Regions from separate parts of the Ovis aries genome. Here region 1 is linked to region 2. The links are chromatin contacts, called in public Hi-C maps. All regions are on one chromosome and are shown on one strand. Each heading gives the region's core, a stretch centred on a gene start, on an enhancer-like site or on the middle of the called end of the contact. The rest is flanking DNA. Distances are from core to core; before and after follow the strand shown. Region 1 holds the start of SNAI2 (snail family transcriptional repressor 2). Region 2 has its middle 45 kb from the start of UBE2V2.

Region 1 (5,623 bases), core at 315-2,814, 300 kb before region 2:
CCACTCCCTCACAAAACAGAAGTTCGGAAAGTTGCTCTGGGTTATCCTGCAGTTCACGGTTTGTGGAGGACTCTGATGCATATTCATATTTTCCTGGCACCCATGAAAACTGCTTCTTTCAACATAAAGTTTCATCTAAATTCCTTTCTCTGGTGTTTGAACCAGTGACTGTTAGGAGGAAGGTAAAGGGATCCTGCACAATAGCGAGGCAGCTGGGGCCCCGCCCTCCCTGCCGCCTCACCGCAAGATTAAGAAGTTATGTGCCAGACATGCGCCTTCCTCTTGCAAGTCTTGACTTCAACTGTTATTTTTCCACTTTTTTTTTTTTTCTCCCAGCACCTGTTCGAATCAAGGGTAGGGTGGTCTGATTGCAAATTTGTTCTTTCCTTAATCTTTAAGCAAGAGGTGGAAAGGAGAAGAGATGCTTGAAAACATGGTTGAAATGTCATTTTTACAACCAGCCACTTTAGTGTATTTTTAGACTCAATACCGTACACAAAATCAAGGTGTTTTTGCTAGTTACCCGGCTAGTTTAGAAACTCAAGCGCTAGAGGAGGCACCCTTTCCTTACAAACGCCACACAGGAGAGGGGCAGAGAGATGATGCGGTGACTTTATACTGAAAAAACAGCACCACAGAAAGCAAATAAATGTTTGAAACTATTGTCCCTAACGGCCCATTCAGGCTTTTTTCCATTAAAAAAAAAAAAAAAAACCTAATGATGCGTGAAAAGATAGAAGCGCTTCTCAGAGGCCTCTGGGAGAGGGTTCCAGATTCCCACGACAGGGACCTTAGTTCATCCTTCCCTCTCATCCTGGGGGGCCTGCTTCTCCCTGAACGTGGGTCCTTTGGGGGCCACAAAGCGCTTCTTTCAAGCCCCAAAGTTAACAAGTGACACGACCGCTTTATTTCCCGAGGAAGCGCCCCTCTTCCCCACCCCGAGCCGCCAGGACACGAAGCGCATCCCCAAGCGCGCGAAGCAGGCGGGTCTCGACCCGGGCTGCCCCCTTGCAGGCCCGCGGCTCACTCACTGGGGCTTTGTCCTCGCCGCTACCTTCCTTTTTCAAAAGCCAGGAGTGAATTGCTCCGTCCCTGTGCGCGCCAAAGCTCTCCAAAGCCGCGAGGCTCCGGGAGCCTAGAGCCCAGCCTTCCTAGCCGGCGCGGAGCCCGCACCTGAAAGCCAGGCCCGGCCGGCGGACTCAGCGCGCCCGGAACAAGGACGCCCGGCTCTGCGATCAGGAAGGAAAACGACCTCTCCCGAAAAGACTGAAGCACTTTTTTCCTCTCCACTGAAAGCTCGGGGCACAGCCCATTTTGAACCAGAATAATTTAGTCTGACAACAGATTCCTCCTCTGCTCACAGCTGGCCCAGAGGGAGGAGCTGAAATCTGAACCTCTCGGCTGTGATTGGACCCTTCTCGCAAAAGAGAGGAAAAAAAGGCCTCCCCGCCGCCACCGCGGGCTCAGTCCGCGAGGAGCCCGCGACCTGGCGGCGCCGCGCGCGCACCTGCGGGGCAGAGATGCTGTAGGACCGCGCGCCCCGCGCCCCGCGCCGCCGCCAGGATGCCGCGCTCCTTCCTGGTCAAGAAGCATTTCAACGCCTCCAAGAAGCCCAACTACAGCGAGCTGGACACACACACAGGTAAGGGGCGGGGTGGGGGTCAGATGTCCGCATCTCAGTCTGTAAATAGGTAACGACAGGGGTGTGCCGCCGCTCGACTTTGATACGAAAGAGCTGGACACCCAGGCTATCTGCTCCCGAAAGAGCGGTCCTTCCTCAGATCGTTTGGGCTCGGGTTTAATTCAAAACTTCCACACTCTGAGCTGGCGAGGAGATCTTCCCTGGGCTCTTGCGACGTCACGTTCCGCAGCGTGTACATACTTGCATAATGAGGACGTGGAGGCTGGGTGAGGCAGTGGGTGAACGTTGAATTATTGCCTTTTTCATGTAATAAGGCTCCTTTCCTCCAGAAAGCGGCTTGATTTACGCCAATCCTTGTACTTACCGGCGTGAGCCAAGCAAGTACCCCACGCATAAGATGGAAGAGAACTTTTCTGTATCTTTAGAAAGTGGGTAGGTTTCCCCCTGCACTCGCTGGTCGGGCAGCCCCCCACACTCGGTCGTGTGCGGGGCCGGGGGTGGGGGGGGGTGCACAAATGAGCCTTAAGCGCAGTGACCCCGAGCAGCAGCGGCGGAAAACTAATGTCCTCCCAGCGCCTGCCTGCTCCTGGGGAGTCTGTCTCCTCGTTCCCTGCGCAGGCAGCCTGGCTCGTCACTGCGCTTTCACGGTGCCCTCTGTCTCACGCCCCGCTCCTCTCCTTTCTCCGCAGTGATTATCTCCCCGTGTCTCTACGAGGGCTACCCGGTGCCTGTCATCCCGCAGCCGGAGGTCCTCAGGTCGGGAGCCTACAGCCCGATCGCCGTGTGGACCACCGCCTCTCCCTTCCACGCCCCGCTGCCCGCCGGCCTATCCCCTCTGTCCGGATACCCCGCATCCTTGGGGCGCGTGAGTCCCCCTCCTCCGTCCGACACCTCATCCAAGGACCACAGCGGCTCCGAGAGCCCCATTAGCGACGAAGAAGAAAGGCTACAGTCCAAGCTTTCAGACCCCCACGCCATCGAAGCTGAAAAGTTTCAGTGCAATTTATGCAATAAAACCTATTCGACCTTCTCAGGGCTGGGCAAACACAGGCAGCTGCACTGTGACGCCCAGTCCAGGAAATCCTTCAGCTGTAAGTACTGTGACAAGGAATACGTGAGCCTGGGCGCCCTCAAGATGCACATTCGGACGCACACCTTACCTTGTGTCTGCAAGATCTGCGGCAAGGCGTTCTCCAGACCCTGGTTACTGCAAGGACACATCAGAACTCACACTGGTAAGAGAAACACATAGTCAGGGTGTCGCCGTCCAGCAGAAGGAAGCTCTGGGCTGGCTGTCCGATTTGCCTTAAGTGGTGACACAGTACTTTTGATGATGGATGTTCGGTTTTAGCTACTTCCTGACGACTCAAAAAGTCGTCAAAGCACAAAGGGCTCCACTGCTTGCTCACAGCCTCTGCTCCCGAGACTGCAAACAGCATTTAGACTTTGGAAAGTTAGATTCAGGAGGTTTGGTCTCAAAGATCAATTAGCAAATCAGGAGAGATGTGCTTGGAGGTGTGTTCTGTGAAATGTCTCCCAATGATTAGCAAATACAGATGTTGTTCTCCCAATCAATTGATTAGGCAGACGGACCGATGAAGTTTTTGGTTCTTGGGTTTTTGTTAGCTACATTCTTGCTGTGCTGTCTCTCACCCACATCAAGTTGGATAGTGAGAGCTGAATTTGCTTTCCGTTGTTTGCTTTTGTTTTGTTTTTGCTGCTGAGTTTTCTATTCCTAGCACAAAATCACCCTGCCAGGAGCGGGGGCACTCACCCAGGCTTAGTCATAATACAGAAGGAGGGAAAAGGGGAACTGTTGGGAAACCTGGGGAGGAGCTGGCCGTTAGCTGCACCTGCCGAAGAAGAGAACTTGAACAAGCCAAGTCCTAGGATGACAGGAATTATTTCTCTAGGACTGGCAGCAGCAATTATATATTTTTTTAACTTTTTAAATTTGATTTTTTTTAAGTGCAACTTTCGCATTTGTCTTAAAGGGCCAGACATTGAAACAAATATCGATTAAGGGGGATTTGAATCAAGTTTTGCTCCTTCTCATGCTTTTGGCAAAGTGTGAAGATTGCTGTAAGCCTCTTCTGGATTTGCATTTCCTCTGAAAACACTGACCATCTTTCTTTCTCCCCACCCTGCCCCACCCGCCAGGGGAGAAGCCTTTTTCCTGCTCTCACTGCAGCAGGGCCTTCGCAGACAGGTCCAATCTGAGGGCTCACCTGCAGACGCACTCGGACGTCAAGAAATACCAGTGCAAGAGTTGCTCCAAAACCTTCTCGCGGATGTCCCTCCTGCACAAGCACGAGGAGTCTGGCTGCTGTGCGGCGCACTAGTGACACAGCCCCTGTTTACTCGGGCGGACGCCTTTCTAGTTCACTTGTCACGCATTTTACTTGTCACTCCGCCTCTGAGTGACAAGTAAAAGTCCTAAGGCATTTTGTCTTGTGCTGACAAACCCAAATAATATGTATAGACACACACACACACACACACACACACACGCAGCTGCCAGGGCAGGGGATTCCATGTGCATCAGATTAATCCTTTCCATGTGAAGTTTAAAATGACCATATATTTACTGACCGTTAGATGGAGAGGATAAAAGACAAGAATCTTGCTCTTCTGAGATGAAGCAAAAAGCACATTGCATCTTTCCTTACTAAGAAAGAATGCAAAGATTTACTTTGCTGCCAAAGCATTTCAACTGAAAAGAACAGTGTTGCCTTGTACGGGATTTGTAATAGATTTTCCTATAGGACAAGAATCTGCCAGACACTATCTCAGGTGCCTTATAAAGTATTCCAAGTTCACTTTGTTACATGTGTCATGTCTGGTCACCATCCTTGAACTGAAGCCTGCTTTGTTACCTGTCGTACTTTAAACTTTGTTTTGGAGGGAGAGAGGGAGAAGGAAAGAGAGAAAGAACAAGAAGGAAAAACACAAGAGAATGTATTAAAAGTGTTTTTTTCTTCTTTTTTAGCCAATAAATAGTATGTGCCTTCAGGAGTCGGGAAAGGCTATTTTGAACATTCCTGGTGCATGCTCCATGTCTTATGTTTTAAAAGATTTTTAATGATATTCTAAAATCAAATAAAGATGGGAATAAGTGCAACAAAGGATTTTTAGAAACTCTGTGATGTACTTAAACAACTTTAAATGCATACAGCAAATGCAATCCACAACTGCACCCCTTCTAGCTGTCTTTTTAGTTAACTGTATAGTTGATGAGTCCATGTAAATTTGTGTTTATTTTTATATGATTGAATGAGTTTTGTATGAAAGTGAAAAGTTGTCTATAGCCAATGCCTATAAACAACCTGAAGACTTGTGAAATTTACATTTCTTTTTTTAAAAAAAAAAGTTTTCAAGGTTCTTTTTTACAATAAACATTTTTGATTTAAAATCTATTGTTTGTATGCTCTCAGAAACTTTACTTACTTCATGATTAGTTCAAACAACTATATAAAGAGCTGCTTCTTTTGTTAATAAGAGATAAAGTGAATGGTGTTCATTATGAATATCAACTGTTAGTTTATGTGTTCGATTATAGTAAAGCCAGTAACTTTTTTTACTCTTAAGATAATACTGTTACATTCAGAAAGACAACATCTTACTGGGAGTGTGTTAGCATGCCTCTTTAACAAAAATCACACCTTCTGAGTGCTAAGAATATTCACCTTACTGATAGTCAAGAATATCTTTTAAAACTTTTTCTGTTTGATGACTTGATTGTGTTGGCTTTATGAAATCAAATTACGGTCACTGGTTAATTAGTGTCTGCCACCAGAACAGTTTAAGGACTTTAAAAGAAATGTCATTAATGATATATAAGAAGAAAAATAGAGCATCTGCATGAAAAGATCAGGAAAAAGATTTATTTATAGTAGTAGACTTATTAATTACACAGGTTGGAAAATTAAGTCATTCAAAGAAAGCCCAACATCTAGTGGGTTAAGATAATCAGCAGTCTGA
Region 2 (5,407 bases), core at 2,634-5,133:
AGAACCTGGTATTTCATGAGCACAGGCGCTGCTATTACAGCCTAGTCGCCAGGAACCTCTGTTTCCGTGATGTGGAGCCTGCACAGGGACAGTCAGGCACAGAGACCCCGAGCTTCAGCCCAGAGGGAACTTTCTTCCCATGAAACTGAGGGCAAACTATTTGGCTGTTTAAAAGCTAAAAATAAATACAACTTACTGGTTCCAAACAGTGTTTGTGGTAGTTCAGTTCCAAGATCATGGCAGTTTGGAAATGAGTTGTTTGTCAAACAATTAGGCCACAAGGCTACAACTGCTTTTGCTATTTTAAATAATAAAAAACAAAGTATTCTGATTTAAAAAATGGACAGCTGTACAGTAAATTCTCACTCATTTTCCTGAGGATATCAGGAAACTAGAGGCAGGGCCCTGAGATGATCCTTTCAGCAGAGAAATTTGCTCCACCAACCACAGCATTCCACCCAACATCACAGAAATCCACAGGCTCACTCACTCAGGATAAAAATTAGGCTGCACCCTCCACAAGCCCTCTATTCATGCCTCCGGACTGAACAAATGGTTTCTGTCTGTTTCAAGCTCCTCATGAGAAAGAAGGAGATTTAGAATGCGGATTAGCAAATGTAAATTCAATGGTTAGGCAATGGGAAGTTTAAGTGTGTTTTGATAACGTGGCCTGTAAGCTGAGCTCCAGCCTCCTCCACCCAAACGCACAACCTGGGCTGGGCCACCCGCCTCCCCTCTGCTCCTTCCCTCAGTCCTGCTGGGAACTGCCATCTCGGGCCTGTCCTCGCTGCCCCCCGCTCACCACCCCCTTCCTCACCGGACTCCAGGTGGGGTGAGTGACAGAGGCAGTCACAGGGAACCAGCTCCTCCCTGGGGTGGGGGTGCTCCCTGGAGCCTCCTTCCTTCACGGCAGAGACCTGGGCATGTCCCCTGGGCCACTGTGCTTGGGGAGAGTGTGGCCCCGCACGGTAGTTAGCGATGCGGCAAGAGTCACCGCAGCCTCCTGCAGGGGCCACCATGGCCCAAGTGGCTGAGGCCTGCCTGCCCTCAGTGGAGACCCTTCTGGGAGCAAACCCAGGTACCTGAGCCCCAAGGTCCCAGAGCTCAGTTAGGGACACGATCGCGTCCCCCACCAACACCACACACACACACCACACACCACATATACAGATACACACACATGCACCACACACAGAGATACACACCACACATAGACAGACAAACACCACACAAAGACATACAAAGGCATACACCACACACACAGACACACACACACACCACACAGACATACAAACACCACACAATGACATACAAAGGCATATACTACACACACAGACGGCTCACATACACACAGATACACATACACCACACAACCACATCACACACAGATACACACATTCCATACACATACATAGAAACATGTACACCATACAGCTCACATACACAGAGATACACACAGACACACACAGACACATATACCACACACAGATATACACACACCACACAACAACATCACACACAGATACATATACACCATACACACAGACATACAAACACAGATAGTACACACAGACAAAGTCATACACCACACACATACGCACACACCACACAACAACATCACACACAGATACACATACACCATACACACAGACATACAGACACAGATACTACACACAGACAAAGGCATACACCACACACATACGCACACACTACACAACCACATCACACACAGATACACACACATCACATGCATATACACACACACCACACACATAGACATACAAACACACACACAGCTCACATACATACAGATACATGCACACACACACAGATACACACAGACAGACCACACACATGCAGGTACACACTCACCAAACACACACACCACACACAAAGACATACAGACACACATTACACACACACACCACACCACGCCAACACCAAATATACACACAGACACCCAACCTCCTCTGCTCCCTTACCTCATCCAGCTCAACACCTCCTGCCAGCCCTGAATTCTGCAATCAGCCGGAGGGTCCTGCAGGCTGGCTCTGAACCCGCAGCCCCGCTGCACACACTTGCAGCGCTCCCTGCAGGCTCCACGGAGAAGACACACAACCGCACCCAGGAGCCCTCTTCTGGCGCCTGCTCAGAGAAACTGAAGGATCAGATCCCATTTCCCAAATGATGAGAAAGTGAACAAGTCTAAATTCGAGAATCTGAGCGTGCCCTCTGACTGGTATGCTTCTGGACACACTCTGAAGATAAATCTTAGAAAAGGAAACATAAGACGTGGACTGGGGTCCGATACTGCACACAACGGTCGTAGTTTATGAAGCGCTTTCACACCTGTCATCTTATTTGACCCTCACAACCACTCTGTACATAGAACAAGTATTTAATTTCCATTACTCAGAGTCAAGTGGAAGCTTGGTGTGCAGGGGACCAGAATTCAGCAGCCTCAAATGAAGGTCGGTCCCACTGTTTAACTTTATATCTTTCCTGTTGCACTTTCTGTGAAACATGCAGGAAAAATTCCAAAACAGCACAGGTTGAGGTCTCTGTTTATTCAATTTACATGTGGATTTCCCCCCTTTTCAAAAGTAACGGCTTAAATGAGAATTGCATGAGTAATCGAGTCATTTGTCTTCTTCATTAAACCACCAGCAAGAGCTGGTTATAAAAGTGCTTCAGCGTGAAGAAGGGGTGGCCCTGGAGGGCCCTCACTCCCCCAGCCACCAGCCCCTTGTGGGCTTGGGAGACCCTGGGGTGGCTTTGTGAGGACACTTCGGGTGTGGCTGTCAAGATGGCAATATCTATCTGGGTCCTTTGTGTGGACCACTGTTTCTCCACTTTCCTTGCGTCTTTTGGTTGGTATCTGGACATTAGAAAGAACAGACCCTTCTCCTGGCCAGCACGACCTGACCGCTTCAGCATACAGAGAGGATCCCTCAGCCTGGCCAGTGACTCCGGAGGCTTCTTGGATCTCCGTGCTAAACCAAACCACCGCCTGCTTCTTACTGGCACCCTGGAAGCTGGAGCAAGCTGGGCCCTTGGACACCCCCAGGCCAGCAGGAAGGAGATCGGCTGTGTTCCCACCCTCCCCTGCAGGAAGCACCTAGGAGCTGGGGGTCCCCCTCCTCCTGCAGGCCTGGGTGGGGGAGGGATTATACCTGGAGGAGGTCTCAGACTTTCCTACCAGCTTGGACAGGCACGTGTACCTGCCAGTGCTGGGCACTGGTGGGCACGAAACACCACCTGCTTCACAGCCAGCCCTCGGCACAGAGGGTCCACCCACAGCCTTGGGCACCAGGGGGCCTCACTCCCCTTTTCTAGAGGTCAGCAAACTTCCTTCAGATCATCACTCTCAGCCCCCATGGGGCCACATGTGCCGCAAGCTCACCAGGCCTCTCCCCTTTCGCTCCGCAGCCACGTCCTGGTGGCTCTGAACTGCTCTGCTGGGTGTGACCCTGAGTCACACCTACGGGCTCCTCTCCACATCCCCAAACCAGCCAGAGCCAGCGTGAAGCCCAGGCATCCAGGTGCCCCCAGCCAGGAGGGACCGCCCCCAGGAGGGACAGAGGCGGCAGGAACCAGGCTCCATCTTCAGAGGCGCTTGCCCTGGAGCCAGACAGCAGCCAGTATTCTGGAGCCAGGACGCTGGCTGGTGAGGAGAGGCCTGGGTGGGCAAGGCCAAGGGTGGGACCAGCCTCTCCAGCCTTTTCCAGTGAAAAGAACTGGGTTTGGTTCTCAAGACCCGACGTGCGGAAGCAGGAGCTGTGGCCAGGGAAGCGGGCAGCTTGGCAGCCCCTGCACTGGTTTCTCAGAATTGCTGTGTCTTCTTCCAGACCAGCCTCAGGAGAGCCACAATTTACAGCTGACTTCATCTGGGAGAGTCAAGTCATGCTGGCAGTTCTCTGCAAGGGGGAAGAAAGACAACTAACCACTTCCCAGCTCCCTCCCGTGGACAAGAAGCGAAGTCACAACACAGGGTTCTGGGAGCTGGAGGCAGAAACATGGGGAGACCCGCTGAGCTGCGCGTGTGTGAGTTTGAAGAAGCAGTGCTGAGGCAAAGCGTCCAGAGACTCTATTGTCTTTGTCTTTGCCCAGCCAGGCCTGCACCTCAGGGTCACAGGAGAGGCCTCTGTGTCCTTTACAAATCAGGAAACTGGGCTAGTGGAGCAGGACCTTCGGACACCTGGGCCAGGAGGGCAGGCCTAGGCTTCAGGAGCCTGAGGGCATGCCTCTGCACCCTGCCGAGAGAGGGTCCAGTCCAAGGCCTTCGTTAAGGAGACACACTCGCATTGTTAACGTACAAGATGCATGTCTGACACATGGCTCCACAATGCACACAAGGCAAAATCTCAGGCTCGCCCAGCATCCCCAGGCACTCGACCCTCTGGTGCCCACTCTGCGCTCAGAGAATGGCCAGTACAGCGGGAAGCAGCCCAGGGGCCCAGTTAGAATGGGGGGCGGGCTGTAGGGTGGGGGGTGCAGCTTCTACTGGAGAACCATTTGGAGAAACGGTATTGTTCTGTTGTTCAGTCACTAAATCGTGTCCGAATCTTTGTGATCCCATGGACTGGAGCACTCCAGGCTTCCCTGTCCATCACCAACTCCCGGAATTTGCTCAAACTCATATCCATCGAGTCAGTGATGTCATCCAATCATCTCATCCTCTGTCACTTCCTTCTCTTCCTGCCTTCTGTCTTTCCCAGCATCAGGGTCTTTTCCAATGAGTCAGCTCTTCGCATCAGGTGGCCAAAGGACTGGAGCTTCAGCTTCAGCATCAGTCTTTTTAAAGAATATTCAGGACCCTTTAGGATTGACTGGTTTGATCTCCTTGCAGTCCAAGGGACTCTCAAGAGTCTTCTCCAACACTACCGTTCAAAAGCATCAATTCTTTGGTGCTCAGCCTTCTTTATGGTCCAACTCTCACATCTGTAGTTGACTACTGAAAAAAACCACAGCTTTAACTATATGGAACGTTGTTGGCAAAGTGATGTCTCTGCATTTTAATATGCTGTCTACGTCTGTCATAGCTTTACTTCCAAAGAGAAAGTGTCTTCTAATTTCATGGCTGCAGTCACCGTCTGCAGTGATTTTAGAGCCTCCCAAAATAAAATCTCTCACTGCTTCTACTTTTTCCCCATCTATTTGTCATGAAGTAATTGAAGGCAGGAGGAGAAGGGGACGACAGAGGATGAGATGGTTGGATGCCACCACCAACTCGACGGACATGAGTTTGAGCAAGCTCCGGGAGTTGGTGAAGGACAGGGAAGCCTGGCATGCTGCAGTCCATGAGGTCGCAGAGTCAGACACGACTGGGTGACTGAACTGAACTGAATGGGACCAGATGCCATGATCTTAGTTTTTGAATGCTGATGATGACAGAGCACAAATTATT

What was found. A called contact is a pair of places that touch in the nucleus more often than the background predicts.
Region 1: a contact with region 2 is called in a Hi-C map of tail adipose tissue, with 9 times the contacts expected there. The contact joins the promoter of SNAI2 here to the enhancer-like site in region 2. A contact is called at or near these places in 3 of 16 Hi-C or Micro-C datasets (muscle and tail adipose tissue).

The regions. Positions count from the first base shown.
Region 1 is chr9:32,949,482-32,955,104 of ARS-UI_Ramb_v3.0, reverse strand. SNAI2 (snail family transcriptional repressor 2) reads left to right here and starts at 1,564. Exons shown (of 3, transcript NM_001126342.1): 1 at 1,564-1,642; 2 at 2,332-2,877; 3 at 3,803-3,984. The coding sequence starts at 1,564. The coding sequence ends at 3,984.
Region 2 is chr9:32,655,502-32,660,908 of ARS-UI_Ramb_v3.0, reverse strand. No RefSeq gene overlaps it. Among named protein-coding and RNA genes, the nearest start is that of UBE2V2, 45 kb to the right of the region's middle. Within about 2 kb of position 3,883, at least 1 of the 54 cell types and tissues checked has an H3K27ac peak or open chromatin away from gene starts, as enhancers often do. A contact at or near this core is called in tail adipose tissue, where this site is marked.